Regions from separate parts of the Triticum aestivum genome. Here region 1 is linked to region 2. A link is a contact called in public Hi-C data. All regions are on one chromosome and are shown on one strand. The core of a region is the stretch at or near the end of the contact, and the rest is flanking DNA. Distances in the headings are between cores, read along the strand shown. Region 1 holds the start of LOC123097604. Region 2 has its middle 530 kb from the start of LOC123097602.

Evidence for each region. A called contact is a pair of places that touch in the nucleus more often than the background predicts.
Region 1: a contact with region 2 is called in a Hi-C map of leaf, with 10 times the contacts expected there. The contact joins the promoter of LOC123097604 here to the enhancer-like site in region 2. A contact is called at or near these places in 4 of 5 Hi-C or Micro-C datasets (leaf and an unstated tissue).

What each region holds. Positions count from the first base shown.
Region 1 is chr4D:308,728,936-308,732,736 of IWGSC CS RefSeq v2.1, reverse strand. It overlaps LOC123097604, which reads right to left and starts at 1,315. Exons shown (of 3, transcript XM_044519386.1): 1 at 678-1,315. The coding sequence starts at 1,232.
Region 2 is chr4D:308,050,111-308,053,844 of IWGSC CS RefSeq v2.1, reverse strand. No RefSeq gene overlaps it. Among protein-coding and RNA genes, the nearest start is that of LOC123097602, 530 kb to the right of the region's middle. Within about 2 kb of position 1,289, at least 1 of the 8 cell types and tissues checked has an H3K27ac peak or open chromatin away from gene starts, as enhancers often do.

The sequences.
Region 1 (3,801 bases), core at 66-2,565, 680 kb before region 2:
CTCTGGAAATAGAACATTTACACTGAAGCTTCAAACAAAATTTCAGTGATGCAAAACTGAAGCTTCGAAACTGAATTTTCATACATCTGACAATGAATTTTCTACCTCACTTTTCTTGAGTTAGTTCAAAATTTACACATCAGTAGTGACTGTAGTGATTGACCAAATGTAACAATATTCAGAACTTGTGGAAGAATTTCAACCACAAGACTGATTCTCACCAATATCCAGGACTAGCCACTGCAATTATGTCTTCACCGAAATTCAGTTAAAATGACAGCAGTTTTCAGTTTCAGTTTTGACAACAGTATAACATCTTGTCAGTTTTGACAGTGTGTATAGTTGCTGTGGAGCAAACTACACACATTTATTTTCTACTCCAGCAGATGTTGTGGAACATTTATTCCCACCTCCACCACCATCTTGTCAGTTTTGACAGTGTGTGTATGGAGTACTTTTGACAGCAGTATAACCACTCATTCAAAATGAGGAACAACAAATTACTCTAGCAATAAGCATCAATCAAAAACCATCAATTTGCATTCAGAAAATACACTATCATCAAAGGTCAGCGCAGCACATTCAGGCTAATTTGAGAAAGAATTATCAGCACATTCAGGCACATGGCAGCGCAACACAGTACAACAGCAAAATAGGCTCGGGGGCAGGGGAACAACCTCAGGGTCAGGGTGCTGGGGTTGAGGAAGGCGAGCTCGAGCTGCTGTGTTGCCACCACCTCCCCCCGGCGTGGTGACCACGGAGGGGGCGTCCACGCCGTCGCCATGCATTCCTGCCTCGCACGAGTAGGAGGCCCGAGGACGTACTACTGCGTCCGTCATCTGTGGACCTGCGGCCTGCTCGACGGCGTCCGTGAGGGCCGCGGCCTCCGCGTGCTCGTGCAGAGAAAGGAAGCTGACCTTCTCGTTGAGGCCCAAATCCGGCTCGCCGCAGATGGAACGAGAGGAGATGGGCGCACGGCCGAGGCGGCGACCGGAGGCGGGGTCGACGAGGGGGACGTGCCGTCGCCGCACGCGAGCAGGAGACACGGCGGGAGGAGAAGAAATGATTTTTGGAGTGAAAGAGGGGAGATTCGGGAGGCAGGCAAGGGGGTCAGGGGAGCTACGCGAGGCAGGAGGGAGCGGCTGAGGAGTAAGCTGTGGCGGCGGAGGAGGACGTGCGGGAGAGCAGGGGTGCAGCGCAGCGGAGCTGGAGAGGGGAGCTCCGGCGTCCATGCGCCTGTGTCGGAGCGGCGGGTTGTATCGATTGGAGACGACGAGGACTGCGGGTTGTGTCGGGAGTTTGGGGAGGGTTTTTCTGCAAAAATGTCACGGAGACAACTTTTTCCAGACAGAGGGAGTATAAGAGAAAGTTCTGGCCTGCCTTTGCTACAAAAAGGATTGGGCTACCTTGCTACATCTTTATTACCATTACTATTATTTTCTCGTTATAAATTACCTTGCTATCAAAGTATCTGTTACCGACAATTTCAGTGCTTGCAGAAAATACCTTGGTGAAAACCGCTTGTCATTTCCTTCTGCTCCTCGTTGGGTTCGACACTCTTACTTATCAAAAGTACTAAGATTGATCCCCTATACTTGTGGGTCATAATTACATCATACTATTTGATGTTTATGGGTTTAAACCCTTCCAGAAATTGGTGCTGCATCACCTCGTCTATGAAGCACATCACGCGGGCTGCTCCTCGGACCCGCGCTGTGACGTGCCGGTCGTCAGGCATTATCCTTGTTCGAACATATGTATTATGTTGTGTGCTACCATACTTGTTTGTCCAAGCCGGTCATCTGATCTTGTCCGCAGGTAGACACTCTCTAGATTTGTAGATGTATCATGATAGGGCGGCCGACGTCAATTTCCTCTACAAGTCATAGGAGTTTCGAGGTGGAAGCTTACCCCTGCCATGATGGCGAGGTACATCGGGGGGGGGGGGGGGGGGGGGGTTGGGATATCCTCCGGCCGGTTTATCTCGGCCTCGAGGGGGCGGTCTTGAACCTAGTCGTGTTCTGACATAGGGGTACAGACAACCTCCTCATCGAACTCCGGAAGGAGGCTCTTCCGCGGATAGAACTGCTTATTTCCCTCGAACCGGCGCTTGAGCTTTTGCTCTGCATTGAGGACCTTGGTTCATTTATCCGTCATCATGTCCTGTTCGGCTTGAAGCTTTTGGGATTTTAGCTTCATGCTCTTGGCGGTGCTGACAAGCCGCCGATGAAAAGCCCGTAACTGAGGATCATCTAGTGGTTCCTCAGGTATATCAAACTCATCCAGTCCGAGGCTTAAATCTTCCTCGGACCCTAGGTAATAGTCGATATTGTCAGGGTCATCATCATCCACGTTGGGTGTAGTGCCGTTGATGGGACCGTTATTGGCGTTATAGCCCGTGTCTTAGTCATCGGCGCCGTCTGCTGTATCGCCATTATCGGTCCCATCGCTGTTATCAATAGCCTGAAGGCTAGCATCGCCATTGCATGCGCCTTTATTACTACGGCGGCGGCGGCACCGGCATCTGAGTGGCTCCTCCCCTTTTTCCTTGGGGGTGTCTACCATGTAGACATCGAAGGTAGAGGTAGCTGTCCAGTTTTCGGTGTAACTGGATGTTAGAGGTGACGTTGTATATCACATATCGTCGACATCCTCCTCTATGTCCATGTTCTCTTCAGATGCGTAGTCTAGCACATTGGTTAGATCCTCCATCGTGGTGGGTGGGACGAGAAATTCCATGCATTCGGATCTAAATCCTTTCTGGTGGTAGGCCGAGATTTGCCTATCCGAGATTCTGATATCCCAGATCTGGCCCAACATCTCGTCAAAGACGAGAAGGTTGGTTCCGCCCATCTTCCAACAACGGGTGATGCCGAGCTAGGCTTCAGTTGATGTGCCGCAAAAGGCTGCCTCAGAGTTTCTATAGGGCAGGCTCACCGCCTAGGCCGATGAGGGAGCGATCGGATCCGAAGTTAAGACTGGACCCGTAAGAGCAGTTGTACCAAGGGTCCGCTTCAAGATTGAATCTGGGCATGGGTGGCGGTGTCGACAGGCCAATCTGACATCAGGCCTAGGGCGGTAATCTTGCCCTGGAGATCCGTGGCATTTTCCAGGTCGGCGAGCCGAGTGGCTTGGCGTGGAGGGAAATCCCTGATCTAGCTTAAATGGCATGTCGTATGAGTGACTAGCGTGAAGCTGCCGAAGACAAAGAGCTAGACAGGGACAAAGGTATCCCCGTAGCCGGTGTTATCGATGATACACCATCGAGCACATGTGATCACCTGGTGGGACCTACATGGGCCACCAATGTCGGTGCTAAATACGGTAGATCTCGGGTATGGGGTCCCAAGCTTGATGTTCTGAGCTACATGGTAACAAGGAATGTAGGAACACGATGTTTTACCCAGGTTCGGGCCCTCTTGAGGACATAAAACCCTATGTCCTGCTTCTTATTATTGATAATGGTGGGGTACAGAGTACAGATTGATCTACCTCGAGATCGTATGAGTATTGTTCTAAGCTCTAAACCTCGCAAAGGTGAATTTGTGTCTTTCTAAGGACTAAACCCCATGTCTTATATAGACACCCGGGGTATCTAGGGTCTACAAATGGACGCTTACAATCTCTAGAGATAGGCATGCCGATTCAAACATGCTTAAAGTAAGTGCCAAGTCTTCAGGAGATCTTTGTCTTGATCGCACTGAGGGCCGGGGTCGGTATGGCCACGTCAACAGTCTTCAATGGGTCCTCGCCCCGGCCCATTACCAGTGGGCCAACCTAGCAAGTACCCCCTAATCTAGG
Region 2 (3,734 bases), core at 40-2,539:
CTGGTTAGGCCTTTTCTCTGGAAAAAAGGTGTGCCATAAGAGATTCGAAACCACGCGTGCTCGTCCTATGTAGGATCCACTAACCAGGTCTGCTCGCGTGCATGAAATGCTTACATTATTTATCTCTTTTTGTTTCAACACATTTCCTGGTACGCCGGATGTTTTATACCTTTTTTCTTTACTTATTTTTTTATCTATTTCATTTTTCAAATACGTGAAACTTTTCTCAGTTTTATGAATATTTTTCCAAAATCTATTAACTTTTTATTTCAAAATTGATGATATTTTCCTAATTTTGTGAATATTTTTTTTTCAAAATCTATTATTTTTTTTCAAATTCAAAGATTTCATTTAATTTTTTGAACTTTTTTCCAAATTGATTAAATTCCAGTCAATACCAATGAACTTTTTTCTAAATACGTGAACTCCTTTGACAATTTTGCTATTTTTTGCAAATATGTGAATATTTTTAATCTGTTTTCCTTTTTTAAAACCCATAAAATTGACTGACATCAGCCAGCTGAAAAATCAATAAAAAAACCTGAGACAAAAGACCTACATACACATAGGGGCGAGCGAGAAAGCAAATTAACGAAGGAGCAGTAACAGGCCGAGGCCTAAACCATTGCCCGTGTGCGCCAAGGAGGAGCTCCCATATGAATGTAGGCAGTTCGTCTTAGGGTTTTTTTCTCGATTTTAATGCTGCCAGTTGTCAGACAGTTTTATGGATTAAAAAGACGGATTGAAAAAATGTCAAAGATTTGAAATAGGTTAATGAATTTGCAAAAAAAAAATCATAAATTTGAAAAAAAACATCGATTTTGGGGAAAATCATCATTTTTTTAAAGTTGTTCAAATCTTAAAATAAAGTTCATCAAATTGAAAAAAAGATCATTGATTCTTAAAATAAGTGCACAAATTTTGGGAAAATATTTGTGAAAATTGAAAAAAGTTTCACGCATTGGAAAAACAAAAGAAAAAAGGAAGAAAAGAAGTAAAGAAAAAACAGTATAAGAAACACCCAACGAACCGGGAAATGAGCTGAAACCAAAAGAAATAAAAGGATGTAAGTATTTTCATGCAGGTGAGGAGGCGTAGTTGGTTAGTGGATCTTACATAGGACGAGCAGGTCGTTTGTTCGAATCTCCTATAACGACGCACCATTCCTGCAAAGAAAAAGCTTAACAAGGAAAAAAAGGCAACATGGGCCAGCCCACCGCTGGTGGGGGTCGCGCGCCGGTTTGCATTTTAAACGTTAACGGGCGCAAGAGGCGGCGAATAGGGAATGCCCATACATACGGGTGTCAGAGAAAGTGAATTAGCCAAGGAGCAATAATGGCCAAGGCCCAAAATCGTAGGCAGTGTGTGCGAGGGAGACTTCCTGGCACAATCGGCGCCGAACAGGAGCTCCCGTTTGTACATAGGCCGTTCTTCTCAAGTTTTTTTCCTCGATTTTTCTGCTGCCTACTATCACACAGTGTTATGGATTTTTTCTAAAAATAAAATAATAGACTAGAAAAAATGTTCTCAGATTTCAAAAGAGTTCAAAACTTTGAAAAAAATTTCTAAATTTTAAAATAGTTCATGAATTTTAAAAATTTGATCGATTTTGAAAAAATAATCAAATTTGGAAAAGTTCAGAAATTTAGAGAAAACTTCATCCAATTTGAAAAAAAGTTCATCGATTTTAAAAACAATCAATTTTTTTTAAAATAATCAATTTTGAAAATGTTCACGGATCGGAAAAAAGCCGTAAAAATTGAGAAAGGATTCACACATTCAAAAAAGAAAAGAAAAATTAGGAAACAAAGTAAACAAAAAACCATATAAAAACATCCAGCGGACTGGAAAATGAACTGAAACAAAAAGAGATAAAAGATATAAGTATTCCACATAGGTGAGTAAGCCTAGTTGGTTACGAGCAGGTCGCATGATTTAATCCCCCCTATTGCGCACCTTTTTTCAGAGAAAAGGCTTAACAGGAAAAATAAGGAAACATGGGCCGGGCCATCTCAGGTTTTTCAGAGATGGCCCATCGCTGGTAGGGGGTGTGCGCTGGGAATTTTAAAACGAAAATCCTCTCTGTCGCATTCTGTGGCAGATTATCATTACTTCGCACAAAGTGAGCGACCAACGATCTCCATGGGCTGGTCCAATTATCGATAAAGAACACGCTACAGTGCAGGTAGGTTTTGGAACGTTCTACGAGGTTTCGTTTGTATTTTTCTCGTTTTCGGAACCTTCAACTCCCTCCGTTCCTAAATTTAGTCTCGGTAGAGATTTCACTATGGACTACATACGAAGCAAAATAAGTGAATCTACATACTAAAATGCATCTATATACATCCGTATGTGGTTCATAGTGGAATCTCTACATCCGCATGTTCAAAAATTTCTTCTGTTTTTGAAAATTTGTTCGCGATTTATTTTCAGATGTTAAATGTTCTTCGCGATTTATTTTCGGAAGCCACGCACTGCGTTATACTTTGTTCAGTAGAACTCGATAGACAAGTTGCCACGTGAGTTTGCAGTCGCATGATCAAAGCCCGTCAACTTCCTTTTTCTCATTCATGTTCATCATTTTCCCTCCAAGCGTCCATGTGCCGGCCCAGTTTGCGCGCCCCCCTCTACGTCAGGTTCCTACATGACGCAGAATGCGTCCTATAGGAGGTCTCATTTTAATGAGAGCTCCTCGTTGGCGCCTTATGCGTTAGCAAACGAACCCAGCGCCCACACACTTGGTTATGCGGGCCGGCCCAAGAACAAGCCGAAGAGCTCGTTCAATGCGTGGCTTCCGATAAAAAAACAAACTGCCAGAAAATATATGTAGAAAGAGGGATTCGAGCCCATGTGCCATTGCAGACACACTTGGGGCTTCAACCACTGCACAAGGATAACATTGGTGTGTTATATACGAAAACAGTTTTATTTCGCCCCGAGTTTCTACCGCAGTACAAATTATTTGGAAAAAAGGAACGAAAAATTGAACAAGAATTCATGAATTTTAAAACAGATCATCGATTTGACAAAAGGTCATGGATTCCAAAGAAATGTTCACAAAAAAATTGAAAAAAGTTCATCTTTTTAAAAAAAATCCACATATTTGAAAAAAGTTCATAGAAATTTGAAAAAGGTTTAGCGATTTTGATAAAAAAAGTTCATAATTTCTAAAAGAGTTCATGGATTCTAAAAAAGTTAATCGGTTTTGATAAAAAAGTTCACCAGATGTTGGAAAAAGGTCACAAATTTAAAACAAGTTCATCAGTTTTGATAAGAAAAAGTTCACAAATTTGAAAATAGTTCATTGAGTTTTACAAAAAGTTCGTCGAGTTTGAAAAAGTTCATCGAATTTGAAAAAAAATCATCAAGACTGAAAAAAGTTCATCGAATTTTTGAAAAAGTTCATCAAATTTGTGAAAAAGTTCACCGATTTTGCATCGAACTAGGAAGAAAGAAAAAAGAAAAAGGAAAGAAGAAAAATAGAAAAGGAAAAAAGGAAAAATGATAAAAGAAAAGTACAAGGAAGAAAAGAAATAGAAAGGTGCACATAATCAGATTAGGCTTGGTGGCTTGTGGTTTGTGTAGTGTACGACGAAGCAGGAGGTAGCCTGCTCGAATCCCAGTGCACCCGCTTTACTTTTGCTTTTGCGTTTTCAAAACAGAAATTAAAGGGCTGGCCCATATAACAACGATGAGAGATCGGGGTGTGTGCGCCCTGTACGAGCTGGCCTATA